Regions from separate parts of the Mus musculus genome. Here region 2 is linked to region 1. A link is a contact called in public promoter capture Hi-C data. All regions are on one chromosome and are shown on one strand. Each heading gives the region's core, a stretch centred on a gene start, on an enhancer-like site or on the middle of the called end of the contact. The rest is flanking DNA. Distances are from core to core; before and after follow the strand shown.

What was found. Capture Hi-C pulls out chosen DNA fragments and counts their contacts.
Region 2: a promoter capture Hi-C map of adipose tissue shows a contact between it and region 1. The contact joins the promoter of Fam219b here to the promoter of 4930430J02Rik in region 1. A contact is called at or near these places in 4 of 39 promoter capture datasets (3T3-L1-derived adipocytes, embryonic stem cells, liver and 1 more), 1 of 115 datasets of contacts at active chromatin or transcription factors (pancreatic cancer cells) and 1 of 9 other capture datasets (adipose tissue).

Annotation. Positions count from the first base shown.
Region 1 is chr9:57,387,996-57,395,008 of GRCm38.p6, reverse strand. 4930430J02Rik (RIKEN cDNA 4930430J02 gene) reads right to left here and starts at 3,939. Exons shown (of 3, transcript NR_040729.1): 1 at 3,816-3,939. It also overlaps a transcript of Ppcdc not described here.
Region 2 is chr9:57,533,185-57,540,197 of GRCm38.p6, reverse strand. Fam219b (family with sequence similarity 219, member B) reads right to left here and starts at 2,670. Exons shown (of 5, transcript NM_001166364.1): 1 at 2,364-2,670; 2 at 2,087-2,174; 3 at 1,310-1,387; 4 at 904-952. The coding sequence starts at 2,577.

The sequences.
Region 1 (7,013 bases), core at 2,690-5,189:
ATGTGTCTATGATACATGTGTGATATGTGTATGTATGTGATATGTGTATGACTATGTGTATATATGTGTGTATAATGTGTGTATGTGTAGGTGTGTAATAGGTATGTGGTGTGTACATGTGTGTGTAGTTTGTTATGTGATATATGTATATGTGATGTGTTTGATATGTGTGATATGTGTATGATATGTGTGTATGTGTATATGTGCTGTGAGCAACATGTGTGTGGGTATTTATATGTGTGTGATATGTATTTGTGTGTGGGTATTGTGTGGGTATGTGTAATAAGTGTGTGTGTTTGTGTGTGTGTGTATGTATGTGTAATGTGTATGTGTGGGTTTGGGCACATATACATTTCTGTGAAAATAAGAGGACAACTTCTGGTGTTGATCCTAACTTTGTTAAGATGGGGTCTCTTGTTATTTGATGCTGGCTGCAAGCTTCCAGGGTTCTCAGATCCCTCCTCTCATGGTGGTTAGAGCACTGGGCTATAAATATGCATAGGCTCTGAGTTCTAGACTCAGGCTTTTATACTTGGAAAAGCCTGTTACCCACTGAGCCATCTCCTCAGCCCAGTTATGCACTTGGCTGGCCCTCTTTTTACACCTAAGCCTAAAATGAACTTCAAAGATGGGCCTGGCGGCACTGCTGGGTTTCCATTTGTTCCTTCAGTTCTTTCCTGTCTATTGGCAGTGGAAGGATGGAAGCACAGCTGCATGCTGTTGCCCACAGCAACCTGAGAAGTTCCAATTTGCCTTAGGGACCTCCACTCAAGCAAACCCAGTATTCTTGTCTTTACCACAGAAAAAAAAATGTCGGGATAAATCAGTATGAAGAGGCAGAGTTGGAGTTTATTAAGAGATTACAACACAGATTTTAAGCATGATGGTTAAGAAAAAGAGGCCCCCAGGAGAAGACAAGACAGAGAAGACAAGACATACCTGCGTGTGGTTGTGGGCTTCTTGAAGGAGAGCTGAGCTTAGGTGTGTTTACACTGGTTACGTAGGAGCCTGAGCCTTTCTAGATTACCGATCAGAAATTGTAATTTACAGCAAGGTTTAAAGATTTGCCTTTTGTAAGCAAAATTGTAAGGTAGATTTGTGAGGGGTGTTCCTTATATTTGGGATAAGAAGCAAGTGTCAAAAACCCATAATTGTAGATTATTTTAGTCCTATATGAGCACATTTGATTTATTGTCTTTGACATCTTTGATTGTACTGTTTTTCAGAAGAACACGCATTGTCTCAGAGGGGATTTTGGCTTAGTCAGTAGTGTCTGAAGTTTCTTGATGCTGTTAGAAGGGTAGCCAAACCAGATGACAAAGTAGAAGAGGCGTTTTACAAAATTATTCTTATTTTATGTGCATGAGTGCTTTGCCTGCATGTATGAATGTGTACCCTCTGTGTGCCTGGTGCCTGCTGAGACTGGGAAAGGGCATCAGATCCCTGGAACCGGAGCTACAGATGGTTGTGTGTTGACATGTGGGTGCTGGGAATCGACCAGTAAGCTTCAAAGGCCCTTTTTCTTTATCAGTGTTGAGGTTCAAGGAGTTCATTTTTCATATCCCCTTTTATCTCCACTCAGAAACTAGGCCATGGACCATTTGCTCTCTATCCTGAGTGTAAGGTACTTTACTGCTACAGCTGATCAGCTTGTCTGAATTGCTCTGGGACTGGAGGCTTCAGCCTCCCGGTTTGGCACCTTGTGGTGAGAACAGCTGGAGGCTAGGTAAAAAGACTTGCAGGGAATTGTGCTTCTCCAAGTTAAAGTCTTGGGGAGGAGAGGGGAGAGGGACTTATCTCTGCCTTTTGTTCTCAGTACTTGCATGACTCTCAGAGCATGCATTCACATGGTAAAAAAGCTCACTGTGAGTCTGCACATAAATTCAGTCATAAATTGAGTAAGAGGTTATAAAAGAGAATGCCTACATACATATACACTAAGAGCAATCATCTGGCTTAACTTTCACCATTGGTTACTGGCTTTCAGGGTCACGAAAAGTTCAAGACAGTAACTAAGCCATCCTTGAAATTTTGTTTAGACAAACCAAGTCAATATCTTATCTCCTGTTTTTGCACCTGGGGTCCAGTGGTGTATGTCTTCTTTATGACATTTGGTTAATGGTTTCTGTAACCCCTTGGAATGTGCCCTAAGTTTTAGAAGTCTGCTGTTATCTCAGAAGCAATTAAGCAGTCCTGATATAAAAGGAACTTGAATGTCTCTATCTGGGTTGCCAATTCTTGGTGGACTCTGGCATGCTAGGAGTTTCTGCAGAATAAATGCTCTTTATTTTTGCATACTATCTGAGTCCAGGGTCTTCCTTCAGCGATTTTCAGACCCTTATAGGTTTAGATGTTTGTCACGGTGCCAGCTTTTCCAAGGGTAGAGGAGATCCAATTAACCCATCTTTCTTTCTTTTTTTTTTTTTTTAACACTTTTTTTTAAATTAGGTATTTTCCTCATTTACATTTTCAATGCTATCCCAAAGGTCCCCCATACCCACCCACCCCCACCCCATCTTTCTATTTTGTTATTTTTATTTTTAAAAAATGTTATGGACCAGTGATATGGTTCTTCTGGTAGAGGTACTAACTGACTCCCATAAATTGTCTGCCACACATGCACAAGTACACTTGAGTGTGCATGTGCACTGTGCTTTCACACAAACTAAATACAAATGCAATAAAATAATTTTTTTCCAGTTACTAGGAGTTGAATCCAGGTCCTCACACATGCTAGGCAACTAACAACACAATATCACTGAGCTGCACTTTTAGCTCCTTTTAAAGTTTTACTTAATTTTGGTTTTTCAAGACAGGGCTTCTCTGTAGAGCCCTGGCTGTCTTAGAACTCAGTCTGTAGACCATCTAACCTTGAACTCAGATATCTACCTGCCTCTGCTTCCTAAGTGCTTGGATTCAGGGAATGTACCACCACCACCCGGCTTAAACATTTATTTTGAAATGGTACTGCTCTGTAGTCCAGACTGGTCTTGAATTTGCAATCTTTCTTCCTCAGCCTCCCAAATAGCTCAGATCATAAGCATTTACCTCTGCTTACAGCAAAAGTAACTTTTATGATACAATAAATAGGCCAGTTGTGTGTGGTGGCCCTGTAGGATAAAAAGTTTCAGCGCATTTCCTGGCTTTGAAACCCCACCAATCCCTGAACTCGAAAACTCACCAATTTCTGGGCTCAGGACTTGAAATCCCATCAATCTCCATCCTGGAAAACTCTACCCCCAACCCTCCCCAACAAACTCTATATAGAGCCTACTTTGCCTGGCTCTCTGCTGCTCATCCCACCCCACACCCCACCCGGGACAGAGGCAGCTGCCCTTTGTGTCTTTTCCAATAAATCTCTAGTGTGAGGTTTGTTGTGAGGTGTGACTTTGTAGTATTTCTTGGTTCTCAACTGCCAGATTAAGTCCCTTCAGAGCTGTACTACTTACAAGCACTGACCAGGAATCTTAGTACTCAGGAGATTGAAACAAAACAAGAGGATCAAAAATCACGAGGCCATTTTGACCTACATACCAAAAGCCGGTCTCAAAATCAAACAAATAAAATGCAATAAACATATTTGGGAAAGACAAAAAGTAAATAATTAAAGTGAGTTTGGTAAGAGTTCAGGCACAGTGAAAGAACAAAAACCAAAGCAACTTCTTAGCAGGATCGCTCTGTGCTGTTATGTAACAATTTCCTCTGAGATTGAAACATTTTATCCTGCAGAAAGCTCCTTAAGCAGGAAGATAAACAACTCAAAATAGCTTCAGGAAGTTCCTGAAAGTAACCAGATTCATTAGGCTCCTCCTTACCATAGTAAACAATAAAAGCTAAGACAATCCCTCTCAGAGGAAAGAAACTGAGCTGCAAAGATTCTGAGACAAGATCCGCTATGTGGGAGAAGCAGAAACCAGCTGAGCGGCCTGAAAGAGATTTAAATCAGTTACTTGGAAAGGACACTCTCCACCCAGTTGAGCGGCCCAAAGGCTGCACATTGTGTTCCAAGTTCCCAGCTTTGTGAGCTGTCAGCCATGCTTGGTGATGTCAGCCATGTCTTGGTGATGCAATTGTCTTTGAGTCATTTCTGCTCCTATAAGTAACCTCTCACCCATATTCCTGTAATTAATCTCAGTAAAATTCATTAATTCACTGGATTGGACTTTATCCATATTTTGTTCTTTCTGGAGTGAGTAGGTGTGTATTGTGTCTCCCAGGAAGAGTTTGGTCACACAGTAAATGCCAGTCTGGGGTACATAGTGAGTTCCAATCCCCAGGGCTACAGAGTGAGACCTAGACCTACTATCTCCCCCCACCTCATCCTCTACCAACACACACACACACACACACACACACACACAGAGAGAGAGAGAGAGAGAGAGAGAGAGAGAGAGAGAGGATTTTAGACCTCTAAATTCTCAGTGTGATAGTTTCAATGGCCTCCATAAGTTCATATATTTGAATTTTTAGTGTTTAGTTGATGGAACTATTTGAGAAAGATTAGAAGTATGGCCTTGATGAAGAAGATTTCAAAAGCCCACATTTTTCAGTTTCTCTCTCTCTCTCTCTCTCTCTCTCTCTCTCTCTCTCTCTCTCTCTCTCTCTCTCTCTCTCTGACTAGGCTCACAGGCTACTGCTCCAGTGCTATGCCTGTCTGCCTGATGCTCACCACCACAATGATCATGGTTACCTTCTGAAACTATTAGCCCCTAAATTAAGTGCTTTCCTCTATAAGTTTCCTTGGTCATGGTGGTTTGTTTTTTTTTTTTTTTTAAGATTTATTTATTTATTTTTTTGTATATGAGTACACTGTAGCTGTTCAGATGGTTGTGAGCCTTCGTGTAGTTGTTGGGAATTGAATTTTAGGACCTCTGCTTGTTCTGGTCAACTCTACTCACTTCAGTCAACTCAGTCACTGCTCGCTCTGGCCCAAAGATTTATTTATTATTATACATAAGTACACTGTAGCTGTCTTCAGATACACCAAAAGGGGGCACTAGATCTCATTACAGGTAGTTGTGAGCCACCATGTGGTTGCTGGGATTTGAACTCAGGACCTTCGGAAGAGCATCCAGTGTTCTTACCCGCTGAGCCATCTCGCCATGGTATTTGACATGGTAATAAAAAAAAAAAAGAAAAGAAAAGCAAGATACTCAACAAATTTCTAAAATCATATTAAAATTCACAAAGCATTTTGAAAATAATGAGACATTTATATTTCACCTAGCAATTGGCAGACTCATTGTATAGAGAAATTTGGTCAGGTGACGGTGACACACACTTTTAATTCCAGCACTCTCTGTGAGTTTGAGGCCAGTCTGATCTAAATAGTGAGTTCTAGGACAGCCAGGGCTACAGAGTGAAACCCTATTTTGAGAAAGGAAAAAAAAAAAAAAAAAGAAAGAAAAAACCCCAGCAGATTTGGGTTCAGTAGTATAGAACTTACCTATCATGTGTAAGGCTCTAGGTTTGATCACCTGAATGAGTGTTCCTGGGTGAGAGTCTCTCATTAGGTAGACTAGACTGGCTTTGAACTTCTGGCCATCCAGTCCCAGCCTCCTCAGTGCTGCTGTTGCAGAATTGTGCTGGAGAGATACAAGGCACCCTGCCCTTGTCTCTGCTTTAATCCTTGGCACTGAGTCTCACACTCCCTTTCATGCTAAGTCAGCCAGCCAGCTCCCCCACCCCACCCTCGGTGCAGATGCCTCCTGCCTTTGAAGGAAGGAGAAAATTAGTGCCCTTGAAGTGATAAGGCCTCCACTCTAGAGCTATGGGGGAAGAGGCAACTAAGTGTTCCCAGACAGCTGTGGCCAGCTTGTAAAAATACACTAGCCTCTGATAATGGAATAAGTTATTTCTTCCCAGGTCAAAAAGATTCTTTTCCTGCTGTATGGTCCTGCCTTGCTGTCTGAACAAACATATTCGGTTCTGAAGGATACCATTCCTTTACCCTCTACCCAATCATGTAACACCAAGGCTCGAAAGCACCAGCTTATGCATCTCCCATATATACTCCAAACCCCTAGACGTGAGCATCGCATTCCTAACCTGCAAAGCAGGGAAAGCTGTGATCTGAGTCTGGATTCGAATAAAGGCTCTTTTGTGTACTTGCATCGGTGTTATGATCTCTGGTGGTCTCCTGGGCATAATAGTGCTACCAAGACGTCTCCCCACCCTTGTATATTAAAGCACAAATGTGTGGAAAAGGGTAACAGAAGGCAGAATAACAAATAAATCACAATGCCTGCACTTCAGCTTTTCTTTCTCTGTGGGCCATGGCTGGAAATTACAACTTAGTGAGTGAGGAGAAAGTCCTTTAACTTAATTAATTAATTAACTAATTTAATGAGGGGAGAGAAAGGGCTTAGGGTGACAGTGTCAGAAGACAAGTCCACTCTTCCTTCTACCTCTTCTCTCTCTCTCTCTCTCTCTCTCTCTCTCTCTCTCTCTCTCTCTCTCTCTCTCTCTCTCTCTCATCTGTCAGTTTCTGTCTACAGGGGATTAGTTGTCTCTAGAGCTTCTGGCTGATTCTCCTGTCTCTCTGTCCCATATCACGATAAGGATGGAGGAGAGCTACTTCATCTGGTTTTTACATGAATTCTGAGGCTCACACACTGTTCAGCAGGCTCATACAACAAACAGTTTTCCTTGCTCAGCCAGCTCTCTATCCCTGAAAGTCCTTTTAAACAAATAGTCTCCAGGTAACTTATCTATACACCAAAATAATAAGTAAATATACTAAGAAATAGATTCGTACCAGACTTATAATGTAGACAGTCACCTTCTCATTGTGTACAGCAATGAGCTAAAAACGATCACAGATCTAAAGTAAGTAACTAATATAACAAACTACAAAAATATAAAATATATACAAAAATAGAAAAATTAGTCTTGATCAAATATCTCTTAGATATGACACACACAAAAACCATGATCCACACAGATGTAATGATTCACACCTATAATCTCAGCACTTAGGTGGCTGGAGAAGAGGGATTATCCCAAGTTTCAGG
Region 2 (7,013 bases), core at 1,421-3,920, 150 kb before region 1:
TGTGCTGGCAGGGCTAGGTTCCTGCAAAGCCAGCCTGCTTTCACCAGGGTGCTGGTAGGCAGGACATCAATGATGCTAGGACATTTTTAGACTTGTGATTCTTGACAGAATTTCCTTAGTTTTTGACAATCTTAATGTCTTAGACATATAAGGAGGGTACAATGTGCAAGCTGTTTTCTCCTTTGCAAAACTGAGATTAACCAATGATTCCTAGGAGAATAAAGACGAGCTACCCAGTGCGGCCATGTCCCTAACTGCAGCTCATTTGTACTTGTACTGGCACATGGTACCATGCCTGGCTGAGAATTTTCTGTCCCTTTGGTTCTCGCTGGGACAATCACTCTAGAAAGATGTCCTAAAGACCAGCCTAGGAGGTGTGCTCATACTATTGCCAGAGATGGAACTGAAGAAAGCAAGCTCAGTGGAAGATGGGTGGGGGAGGGTTGAATGCTGACTCAGAGAAAAAAAGGGAAGCCTTGAATTACCTTTCAACACTGGAAGGCAAACCTATGACCAGTGGGTCCAGGCTGCAAGAAACAGAAGACCTGGAAACTACCCAAAGAGGGCAGCAAGCAATGTTTCTTAGATGTAGTGAGTGACCAATCACAAGAAGCATTCCAGCACAGTTTATAGACACTTAGCCGGAACTTAGAAAGAGGATTCCAAGATTATGGACTTGACATCACTTCTAGCTCTGAGGATATATAGTCTCCTGAATTTCAACAGCCATCCTAAGATGCCTGTCTCTCTTTGCTTAGGGAAGAGGGAATAGTGGAAGACTAGGGAGCAAAGTGGAATCTAGCACCGTGCTGTGCACACAGCAGGCAGCACAAACATTTTGGCAGTGGTGGGTGGTGACCTGCCTGCAGCCTGACCCTGCACAGATAGGCGCTCTGGACTTGCCTCTGCAGAGGAATACCCGGAGGAATATCTGGATTCCAGCTCCCCATCACTAGGAGAAGAGGAAGACAATCAGTTCAGGGGACATCTCTGTGGCACAGCTGCAAATGGCGAGGGCATGCAAGGGGGTCTGAAGGACTTGTGAAGCAAAGACTGCACACCAGAGAACTCAAGCCCAGAGTCCCAGTGAGCACCAATGGCTCCCGCAGGTGATTCTCGCTAAAAGTGCAAGCCCAATAGGACAGGAACACTTCCAGCCATGCTATCCCTGGAAGGGACAGCAGTCAAAAGAGAGCAGCCCTGGAGTGTACATGAAGGGCCTCGGGGGAGAAAGGCAGCAGGCAAGGGCATCAAGCACTCTGCTGATCTATTCAAGTCACTGCTGACTATTTCCAAGGAAAGCACTCACCTGTCAGAGTCGAGGGACACCAGGTTTTCATCTGGACTCTGGCTAAGAGCAGTGTAGCCCTTGTTAAACTTCACTGACCTGAGATGGGGCGGGGAAGAAAGCAGAGGCATTTCACAGGGAAGGCCAGAGCCCTGATCCCTATGCAGAAAGAACTGAGTGGACTATTCCAGACTTTCCTTCTACCCGGTCACAGTCACCACGAACTGCTGTTCTATGCAGTTGGCTCCGGCTTCTCGGATTCTTTTCTGGCCCACTCTACTGCACTGAAAGCTCCTAGGAAAGGCCCACCTCCCCATTTCAGGAACCAGGTAAAAAGCTGCATCTTTCCACCTTAGCCTGGGGATCCCAGGCAAGTCACATTTGAGTTTCAGCTATAAACAGCTGTGTGAGGTCTTATTCAGCTCTAAGAGGGTACCATTCTGCCTTTAAAAAACAAACAAAAAAAACTCCAAAAATACTGCACGGGCTCTCCATCTTCACTCCCGGGACTCCAGCAACCATCTCATCCTTTAATGCTATCCTATCTGTGCACTGATGCAACTCCCCTTTTACAAAGTCTATTTTATGACTTTTCTATTTTGCACAGTCTTTTAATAAAGAGTAGAGGTAGTTCCAGTTCTCACTCTCCCACCCAGCCCCATCCCTCCTAGTTCCCATTCTTAAGATACCAGCAAATAAGCTAGCTAGCTCAACCTTAAACAGTGCCCTGATTCCCAAACAGGAAGGGATAGGGCCTTTGAACGCTGCTGACAGAGGAAGTAAAAAGCCCAGTGAGACCTTTTCCCTGAAGAATCGGGTCGGTTCGTCAAGGCACCCAGCATGCCCTTTCTCCGCAGAACGGCCTTGGCATGGTCCCGGTGCTTCTCTGGAAGTCAAAGGGTCTTATGTCAGCCAGGTCTTCCCCATTCTGCTGCTTTTCGGACTGTCGGGGACAGGAGAGGGCTGCACCTAAACCCCCTCCACTCTGGGGACAAGATCACGGGGCTCTAGAGACCAACCCCAGGCCACAGCAACCCGCTCGGGCAGAGACCCTTATGCAGCCCACTGCACTCACTCAGCTTAGCCTGAATGGAAGGTGCGCGTGTCACCAAGTAGGGTCCCCGCTTCTCCATGGCGGGGGGCGGGCGTTCCCCGAGCCGGAGGCCCGCGCCGCCGCTCTGTCCGGAGGGCAGCCCCGCAGTTCCTGCCACGCTGTCGGGAGCCGCGCCAGGCTGAGACCCCTGGGTGGACATCCGCACCGCATGCCCGCGGAACTCCTCGGTCGCCATGACCGGTCCCGCCCCGCTCCGCCAGTGGCCAGACCGGCGCGGGGAAGAACGAATGACAAGACGTAACACGCCTTTAGAAAGATGGCGGCGCGCAGGCGCGGGTTTCCCTTGGCGCTTTCCGGCCGCCTGCTGCGGAGAGAGCATCAAGGTTCCGCCCTACCCGTCAGGAACTGGCCAGCCCAGGTCTTGCCTTTCAGGTACTCTGAGACCCGAAGTCTGTCTGAGCCTGTGGATGTGCAGGAAAGTCAGTTCAGTCTGTAGTCAAGTAAAATGACACATGGTAGGCTAGCGGGTTGTGCCGACCCAAGTCGCGTTGCAGGCCTCTTTCACCGCAGCCGGGGCTCCTTTAAGACCAATACAGGAGGGGTCGGGCTCATATGAAGGGGCTACAGGGCTCTTCTCTAGAAAACAGGCCTGGGAGGGTCAGGATTTACCCACGGCATCCTACACAAATGCCACCGGTTTTTGGTTTCTTGCCTGTCCGAGACCTTGGCAACAGCTGGCTCTTTTTTGTTTGTTTTTTGTTTTTTTCCGAGGCAGGTTTTCTCTGTGTAGCCCCCTGGCTGTCCTAGAACTCACTCTGTAGACCAGGCTGGCCTCGAACTCAGAAATCTGCCTGCCTCTGCCTCCCAAGTGCTGGGATTAAAGGCATACACCACAGCTGGCTCTCTTTAGGCATATTTCCACACTTAAATACAACCTTGGGGCTGGAATTATATAGCCCAGAGATAGACTTCTTGCCTGGCATGCAAAAGGCCTCCCTCCCTCCCTCTCCTTTTCCCTCTCTCTCTTTCCTCTTCTCTCCCTCCCTCTTTTGGTGGTAAAATGGGAAGTTAGGAATGATGGTGCACACCTGTAAGCTCAGGTCAAGGGAGGTGGAGGCCGAGTTCATGACAAGCCTGGGCTATAAGTCCTTGTCTTAAAAAAAAAAAAAAAAAAAAGAACGAAAGTCCTGCAGTAGCAAAAATAAATTGGACACCAGCAAGCAGGGTGAAAGTGCACTCTTGAGTCTATGTGGCAGGGTACAAGGCTGTGTCAAGACTCTTGACTCTGGCCCCCAAGGGATGTGCTTGTGTCTGGCTGGAAATAAGCTCCAGATCCTTGTAGAAACTGCCAAATATCGCGAGACTGTTCCATGGCTAACACATTGTCAAAGGGTAGGTCAATATTGTACAGCCGAAACCCAGGGACAAAAGAACAAAAAATGCTGCATAGGAGAAAAAGAAGCATTTGGGATCAGAGCTTTGGGAAAAAAAAAAAATCAGATTTGATAAAACCTATGCTATCTTGTGAATTCCACCCCAAACTATCTGCCGGACTCCTTTTATTTTTAGGCAGAATCTCGCTATGTAGCTCAGACTGGCCTTAAACTCACAATCCCCGAGCTTTGGTTTCCCAGGTACTGGAATTGCAGGTTTACACTACCATTCCCAGCTGTTGGAATTGCTTACTTCCAGAAACACACAACTCAGTTTATTGTTCAGCTGGGGAATACAGCTCAGTTGTTGAATGTTGCCTAACACACATGAAGCCGAGTTCATTTCCAAAATAAGTGAGACAATTTTGTTGGAGTAAGATCAGTATCCACAAGATCTGGCTAATCCACAAAACTCCAAGTCACCGGACTGAAGCTGGCCTGAGAAATCAGGTGAAAGAAATAATCAGATATGCCAAACCGGTTTCATCGGTGTGACAGCATAGCTCTCTATGCCTCAATAATAATAATAATAATAATAATAATAATAATAATAATAATTCTTCCCCCCCCCCCCAAGACAGGGTTTCTCTTTGTAGCCTGTGTTGTTCTGGAACACACTGTAGACCAGGCTGGCCTCAAACTCAGGAATCCACCTGCCTCTGCCTCCCAAGTGCTGAGATTAAAGGCCTGGGCCACCACTGCCTGGCTGCCGTAATTCTTTTGTAGAAAAAAATAACCAGAAGTTACCTGTATTGGTCAGTTTTGTTTCCTGTCTCCCTGCCCTAGGCTTCTAAGCAGAGCAAAGTAATCACCCAATCCATTCGTTTGTTTCTGCCCCTGTGTGGCCTATAAACAAACCTTCCAACTCTGCTCTTTGGAAACAATGAAAAACGAAGTTGCCTAATTTTAGGGGTGGGAGTGGAGGACCCAGGATGTACTTGGCAGTAAAACATTTTCGCCTTGGTGACAATCTTCACCCTCACTGTTAAGTTGTAATTTTGTCTCAAGAAAAGTGCTATTTGGTAGATAAGAGTTTAACACAGGTCTGAATCTAAACCCCATTTCCTACCTTACTGCTACATTCTACTGTTTGCCTTAACCTGGTAGGAAGATATGAAAAGCTACAAGATGTCTCAGCCAGAGGCATTTGCCACTATGCCAGACAAACCAAACCTGAGTTTGATTTACTTAGTGGAGAGAACTGAATCTTTTAAGTTGTTCCCCTGAACTCCACACACTCATTTAAACGAAATAAAAAAACTTGAGGGGGGGCCTACAATATGGCTGATATGGTGGCAAATACCTTCAATTCCAGCGCTCAGGAAGCAGAGCACGCAGATCTGAGTTTGAGGCCAGCCTGGTCTAGAACAGCCAGGGCCACACAGAGAAACCCTGACTTGAAATACAAAACAAAAAGCCAGGATCATGTCTCCTGAGAGGGATATAGTTAAAATTCCACATAGCACAGAGGGTTTTTTTGTTGCTGTCTGGCCCGGAACTATGTAGACCAGGCTGGCTTTGGACTTAGTGGTCCACATGGCTCTGTTTCTTGAGTGTGGAGCTAAACACAAGTGCCACCATGAGTGAACTGCAAGACACGCAGATTATAGGATGGACTGGACTATGCAAAAATATGAACTGTATTTTATACCTTTTTTTTTTTTTTTTTGCTAGATAACTTGTGTGCACAGGTGTGAAAGTCAGAGTAACTTTCACGATTTGGGCTCTCCTGTTGTGTAGCTGTGGAGACTGAACTCAGGTCATCCATCATGCTTCAGAGCGAGCACCCTCGCCCACTGAGCCATCTTGCTGGCCTGAAAGCATATATTCTTCAAAGTTGATTCAAAATATGTGGAGTTGGGAGGGAAAAAGTCAGGAGCTGGTGGTAGGTGGGAATGTATAAAACTACCCTACCCTACCTCAGCTAATGAATGGTCTGCAGCAGCAGTGCTCAACCTGTGGCTCACAACCCCTTAGGGAGGGGTGTATGTCAAAAGACCCTTTCATGTGGGTTGCCTAAGACCATCCAAAACCAGGTATTTACATTACAATTCATAACAGCAGCAACATTGCAGTTATTAAGTAGCAATGAAAGTAACTTCATGGTTGGGGGTGGGGGGATTCCTGCATCAGGAAGTCGAGAATACTGCTCTATAGTCTAAAGATGCCCTCTTCTAAACAAGTCAACCTTCAGCCTATTTTATACTCTAAGGACCTTCCCTGGGAAACCTCTCCCTTGCAGCTTCAAACTGGAAATCCTTCCCATTAGTTTCACTCTTGTTATGGTCCAACGGCTCGGTCTCCCTCCCTGCTTTCCTTCCTGTTTGTTGCTCTGTTGTCAGCGTTGGCATGTCTGGTACAGGAGGCATTCAATGTCTGTAGCATGAAGACCATTACAGCATCACCTTATACACAGTCTATTATACACCTGGTAGGTAGATATGAACTGTTTTCTCTTTGGCTCCATCCATGGCCGTGAGGAAACAGACTATTTTAATAAGTCTGCATTCTGTATTAAGAGCCTGGATGGGTGCGGGGCACACACCTATAATTCTAGCGCTGGGAAGTAGAGGCATGAGGGTTAGGAGAGCTTCGAGGAAACAAAAATCCTTTCTTCCTGCTCCAGTGGTAAAAAGACCAAACAGATGACAGTTAGGTAACCTTTAGGGTCTAGCATTAGCACCCTATCCTAATTCTTAAGGCTTTAACTAAAATGGCACTTCCTTTAATGCCTTTTATGTTCATAGTACCTGAATGTATGTTCACAGAACTTCTAAATTTGCTATATTAGGGAGGAGTTGTTTAATATTTCTTAATGTTTCTTCCTACAAACACAGAATTCTCTAAGAACAGGACATCAGCATGAGTCCCTGGGATGAGTCATCAAAATAATATCTGGAGGAACATGAAGAGTGTCTGGAGGAAACTAAAAAGCAACAGCATGGGTTTATTTTAAAATATTTTTTCTTCTTACTCCTCTTCCTCCTCCTCCTTCTTTTCTTCCTTTTTTTTTTTTTTTTTTTTTTTTGAGACAGGGTTTCTCTGTGTAGCCCTGACTGTCTGGAAATTGCTCTGTAGACCAGGCTGGCCTCAAACTCAGAGGTCTACCTGCCTCTTCTTTCCAAGTACTGGGACTAAAAGTGTGTGCCATCACCCCCTGGCCAATTCTTTTTTAACTTACTTATTTATTTTATGTATATGAGTACACTGTCGTTGTCTTCAGACACACCAGAAGATC